Regions from separate parts of the Rattus norvegicus genome. Here region 1 is linked to region 2. The links are chromatin contacts, called in public Hi-C maps. All regions are on one chromosome and are shown on one strand. Each heading gives the region's core, a stretch centred on a gene start, on an enhancer-like site or on the middle of the called end of the contact. The rest is flanking DNA. Distances are from core to core; before and after follow the strand shown.

Region 1 (3,210 bases), core at 595-3,094, 80 kb before region 2:
AGGCATTAGTGCCATCCCCATGACTAGTGTCTTCCCAAAGCCTCACTTTCTGATCCCTCCCACTGGGGGTGGCTATTTCAATCTGCGTCGGGGTGGGGCACAGAGCTCCAGGCCACAGCCTAGAGGTTTCATGCAGGTTGATGTTATAGGTTGATGGTTTCAGTATTAGCCACGCTGTCGATTTTGTTCAACCCGATGTACAAATTCGGTGATTCCAGAAGAAAGTCACAGCAGAGTGTAAAGAAAGTAACGAGCATTAAAAACAAAACAAAACAAAACAAAACAAAACAAAAACAAAAAACCCCAAAAACCTAGAACTGCGAAAGAAACAGGACAGTTGAGGCAAGTTTGAGGAAAGTCACCAGAGTCCAAGGAAGGTCATGAAGGGCAAGATGACTACAAATTTTATACCCTGGTGATCCAGCCCAGACCAGCCTAAGCCTGTCATGTGGCATTTGCGGAAGGGTCCCCCATGATGTCTCTCTGCCTTGACTGTCTTTGGTACCATTTGCGCAGCAGTCTCTGGGGCCGGGAGAGGCTGGAGTCTGATGGGCAAGATCACGGCCATGGGGATGACTGGAGTGTGCTTGGAGCATCTCAAACGTTTTTTTAAACACAGACCCAGAAACTTTAGATGGAGTAGCAGCTTTCCTAGAGGTTCACCCCTCATCCTTAAGCCCAGACACTGCCCTTCCTTTAATGATGGTAAAGGACACATAGCATAAAGTTCCCATGTTAACTACTTGCAACATGGAATTTGGTGGTCTTAGAGTGGTCACGATGTAGGGTAGCCATCATCACCATCACCATCATCACCATCACCATCACCATCACCATCATAATCATCACCATCACCATCACCATCATCATCACCACCACCATCATCATCATCATCATCATCATTATCATCATCATTGGCTTCCTCAACCTCATCACCTTGTGTTGGCTGTTCATTGCTGTAACAAAGTCCCGAGGGAAGCAGCTTAAAAAAAAGGAAGGGTTTACTTCAGCTCATAGTTTCGGTTCACAGTTGTTTGGGCCTGGTTTTCCAGGCCTGTGGCCAGCAGAGTTATCTTGGAGAGAACCAGAAGAGACAGTGTCTGCAATACCAGCAGAGGCCAGAAGAGGGCACTGAATCCTCCGGAGCTGGAGTTACAGAAGGTTGGGAGTCACCTCAGGCACCTGAGAAGCAGAGACAGGAAGCAGAAGTTCCCACTATCTCCTTCGAGGGCATGCTTCTGATGGCCTGACTTCCTCCTACCACACTTCCACTAGCTTCCCATAGCACCATAGGCACTGGCAATCCTTTGTCACAAGCAACCCTAAGCAGAAACCCATTCTCCTGTTACCAGCTGCCCCCACTCTGCCTTCTCAGCTGTGTCAACGACACAAACCTAGTCACCTGGGAAGAAGACACCTCCATTGAGGAACTGCCTCCATTAGCTTGACCTGGGGGCATGTGTCTACCAGGCAGTTTTTTTTTTTTTTTATCTGTTCAGCCAACTGTGGGCGGCACCATCCCTAGGCCTAGATGATTCTGGGCTGTATAAGAAAGCAGGCAAAATAATATAGTTGCAAGTTGCTTCCACAGTTTCTGTTGTAGCTCCTGCTTGAGTTCATACCCTGACGCCCTCTGTGATGAAGTATGATCTGGGAGCGTAAGACAAATAAACCCCTTCTTCCTCAAGTCGTTTTTAGTCATGCTGTGGATCTCAAAATTTGAAAAAGCAAGCCAGAGCACTCTGCAAGCGCGGATCTGTTTTCTGTTTGCATGGATTCCTCTGGACAGCTCAGTTAAACGTGGCCTTCTGCCTAACTTCTCGCTCGGATCGTGTTTTAAGAGCAGCCCACGTTGTAGCATGTGGCAGAACCTCATTTCTCTCTGGAGCTGAGCGTGGACCTCATTTGCATATCCACTTATCGCTGCCGAGCATTTGGTGTCTACTCGTTGGCTATAGTCAAGCAGCCTTTGTGTGTGGTGTGCTTTGAACACCTTTACTGCTTTTCTATGCCCAGACACAAGTGGGCTTACAGGTCAAGTGCTGACTCTGGATCAGATGGGCCTCACAGAAGCTGTCCTATTCATGGTCAGCTATAGTCTCTGTTTCCTCACAGGCTTGCTTTATTCTGGAACGTTCCTGTTATTGAGAATTGGGGGGTCTCTTCTCGGACTTTCTAAGCCCAGCAGAGCGGGATACCTGAAACAATGTTCTGATTCAAGTCGCCAAAACACGGAGTCTTGCAGACCCCACGCAAGGAGTCCCTCGCTAAGGGGTTCCCGTCAGGATGCCTGTTCTGTCAGGTGTGAAGCCCACAGAGATGTGTCTTTCCTTTCTAAATTCGGCAACAGGGCAGCAGGCAGCATCTCCAGAGGACTCGCCTCTGATGCCGTGTGGAATATGGTTCTGCCTGCTCTTCACCACCTGAGTGGTGCAGAAAACAAGGCTTGGCAGATAATCGTCTAAAAGCCCAAGTTATTCACCAAAAGACATATTTAGAGCCCCCTGAGAATGGTACCCAATCCCCATAGCCCAAGCAGCCAGACATTCCCATGATCCTCCTTGCCCTGTCCTGCTCTGAGAAGTGCTAACCTCCTGCTGTCTGAGTGATTTCTCCCCCTATCTCATCCCTGCCGCCCTAATCCCCCTTTCCCCCCTCCTTTTTTATGATTTAAATTTATTCTCTTGTGGTTCTAGAAGCCAGAATGGAAACATCAGGGTGTTCCCAGGGCTGGCTTCCGGGAGCTTCTGGGAGAACTCTTCCTGTCTTTTCCAGCTGTGAGAGACACCACGATCTTGCCTAAGGTGAGGCTCTCCCACATTAGTCAGTCCTCCACCTCCTCCTTCATCCCGCCTCATCTCTCCCTCCTCCCTCAAACCCCGGATGCCCCGTCACATGTCTGATGGTTACACCACAGCTGTGATAACCAGGAAGACCTCCCATTTCAGGCTCCCTAAACATACCGTTCGCAGGCTCTCACACCCTGTTCAGTGACTTCTTACTGGGCTCTTTCTCAACTGTCACAGCCTGGCATTCCACAGACTTGCTTTGTGTGGCTGGTGCCGGTGACAGAGTGCCTCTGTCTGGGGAGAGCACCCCTCTCCATTTCTGGGCTTGGCTGTTGTTCACTATTCCTTGATTCAGTCATCATCCGAGGGGGAGAGAGACAGGATGATAGAGATGTAGAGATGGACAGAAAGAAAAAGAAGA
Region 2 (2,819 bases), core at 21-2,520:
AGAATGTTTGCCAAGGTACTCTTTATTCTGAGCACCATATTTGTCAAGTATAGGCCATGCTACAATGACAACAGACCCCACCTCACAATGACTGAGCATAGCGGGCATCTCACCTCTCAAATATTCAGTCTATGCTATGATTCAGAGATCTCATGCTCCGCCCAGATTTTGGGCCACACATGACTCTAAGTGCCCGGGAGGGCCCTGAGGCACCAAGATGCTTGCTCTCCACACTCAAGTGCTCACTCTCCTGGTCCCTCCTCCTTTCAAACATTTAAAGCTTTTCTGCAAGGTTCAGAGGCAGAAGAGACAGCCAATTCTCACCTAATTAATATGATGGCGCGAGAGCTTGCCGTGCCATCTTTATTGAACAGCTTCATGTGAAATTAGACCGTACAACATTGGCAAATGGGACAGAGAGGGGGAGTTGTGAATGTTAAAGTAACAGTCTACATAGAAACACATTTTGTTGTTGTTTTCAAGAAGCGTAGCTCTCCAGGGATAGGTTTTTTCTTCTTCTTCTTCTTCTTCTTCTTCTTCTTCTTCTTCTTCTTCTTCTTCTTCTTCTTCTTCTTCTTCTTCTTCTTCTTCTTCTTCTTCTTCTTCTTCTTCTCCTCCTTCTCCTTCTCCTTCTCCTTCTCCTCCTCCTCCTCCTCCTTCTTCTTCTTCTTCTTCTCCTCCTTCTCCTTCTCCTCCTCCTTCCTCCTTCCTCCTCCTCCTTCTTCCTCCTCCCTCCTCCTTCTCCTCCTCCTCTTCTTCTTCCTCTTCCTCCTCCTCTTCTTCTTCTTCCTCTTTTTATTCTTCAAAGATTTGTTTATTCTATATGGGTACACTGTAGCTGTCTTCAGACACACCAGAAGAGGGCATCAGATCTCATTACAGATGGTTGTGAGCCATCACACGGTTGCTTTGAACTCAGGACTTCTGGAAGAGCAATCAGTGCTCTTAACCACTGAGCCGTCTCTCCAGCCAAGGGATAGGTTTCTAAGGGGCTTTGTGTACAAGTTGCTGTCTGAAACACAGGGCGGATAGCCAGTGGGAACAGCCAGAAGAGGGACGGCAGCCAGGGGAGGCCTCCGACCAACAGATTTTCTTCATTGATTTAAATGAACTTTCTTTGAATGTAAAATATGCAAATCTGCTGCAAAATATGAATAATTATGAAACAATCCCGGCTTAGGCAAATTTCTGAGCACTGAAGGGAAGTGTGCACATGAACCGCTCTGCTCCTCATAGAACTGGGTGCCAAAGACACAGACGCTCTGATTGGAATCAGACCACGGGCCTAAGAGACAATGTCTAAAATTGGCCCGTGCGTCTGGTTCCGCCTCAGTGGGTCCTCCTGGAGTGCCTGTGAGTGGTTGCCGAGAGCTCAGCAGCGACAGATGCTGTCTAAGAAAGGATAGAAGGGGATGGGAGGGTGAGGCAGAACTGGGCAAGGGGCCTGAGAGAACTCATCTCTCCTTGCCGTGACGTCTGAGGTTCAAGAGAGTCAGAAGGAGCTGGACGTAAACCCTGGCATGAATGATTCTTAACAGTCAGCAGAGGTCTGTGAAACTAAGAGGGCCCTGCCTTCCTGTGGGCAGAACCCAGTGGTGTCCTTTCTCCCTTAAAGACGCTGAATAGGTAAAGAGGACTACTAGACGCAGAATCAAAGAAGCCAGAGGGAAATGGAGGTCTGGTCTGGTACCTCTAAAGAGGTTGCCACTTCATTGAGGGTGGAAAAGGATCGATGGTGTCCTCGTGCCCCAGAGGACTCAGGGTCATTATTTGTAAGACTGAGGCACGGGCAGACCTGAGATTTGCCCCAGGTCCTTCAAGGCTTCATAGCAGAGCTCTGAACAGGTGTCTGAGCTGTCTGGTCACTCAGGAGTTCTAGGACATTGGGTGAGCTTTGACTTGTGCGTCCTGTGCTTTGCGAACTCATCGGGTGAGCGTCACCTCCTAGGCTTCGAAGTGAGGCAGCTGGGTGATTTCTCTCTCTGACAGCTGTCAGGGGGGGAAGTGAAGCTCTGGGTTCTTTATGCATTCATCTCATGTGGGGCTGAAGGTGGTGGTCCTCAGAGTTTCACGTCTGTGTTGCTTGCAGGACAATGCCGTGACGCTGGGCCTGGTTGACACCATCGATACCGTCATGGGCCACATATCATCCAACCTGCAGCCCAGAGAACCCCATATCTCCCTCACAGGCTCTTCCTCCATGGCAGGTAGCCATTATCAGATTGGAAGGCAGTGGGGGTTGTGGGAGAAAGTGTTGGTCGGTCGTGCAGGCTGCTGGCTTTCACACCGCCTGAGGCTCACACAGCAGTTGAGAAAAAGCACCATTTTCTGAGCTCCGGCACCTTGTGCAAAATCCCAGTTTGGAAGGAAGCTGGGTTAGAATTAGGGGCTGGGTTATGGCATCTACACGTGACTGTGTAAGCAGTCACGACAACGTGTGTGTGGGTGCCTTATGGCAGTCATCTGGGCTTAAACCGAATGGGAATCGGAGCTTCTTGAGTCTCTGGGTCCTTAAGTATCCAGTGGGATGCTCTTTGCCTTAGAGATGTGGAGTGGGTGAAGAAGGGGAGGGGAGGAGTCAAGGAGTCCAGAACGTGAGTCTGGATGAATGCCAGAGTGGGATATCGGAGGAAACAGCCTGGCTTTCCCAGGATGAGTCAGGGCCTCCACAGACAGGCGTGCATGCATTCTTTGCTTTGAATCTCCGTCAGGACACTTCGGGCCAGCAACACCACACAGCTTCATCTGCCCCCAGAGTCACTCCCTCCACACACATGGTTTCATTTTCCCTTTTCTGATGGGGTCTCCCAGAGTTTAGA

Evidence for each region. A called contact is a pair of places that touch in the nucleus more often than the background predicts.
Region 1: a Hi-C map of prefrontal cortex shows a contact between it and region 2, with 2.2 times the contacts expected there. The contact joins two enhancer-like sites. A contact is called at or near these places in 2 of 12 Hi-C or Micro-C datasets (frontal cortex and prefrontal cortex).

Annotation. Positions count from the first base shown.
Region 1 is chr12:33,276,890-33,280,099 of GRCr8, reverse strand. It overlaps LOC120095937 (a long non-coding RNA gene), which reads left to right. Exons shown (of 3, transcript XR_005491912.2): 1 at 1-2,804. Among named protein-coding and RNA genes, the nearest start is that of Ran, 36 kb to the left of the region's middle. Within about 2 kb of position 1,844, at least 7 of the 93 cell types and tissues checked have an H3K27ac peak or open chromatin away from gene starts, as enhancers often do. A contact at or near this core is called in prefrontal cortex, where this site is marked.
Region 2 is chr12:33,197,067-33,199,885 of GRCr8, reverse strand. It overlaps Adgrd1 (adhesion G protein-coupled receptor D1), which reads left to right. Exons shown (of 25, transcript XM_017598511.3): 10 at 2,090-2,207. Among named protein-coding and RNA genes, the nearest start is that of Adgrd1, 41 kb to the left of the region's middle. Within about 2 kb of position 1,270, at least 14 of the 93 cell types and tissues checked have an H3K27ac peak or open chromatin away from gene starts, as enhancers often do. A contact at or near this core is called in prefrontal cortex, where this site is marked.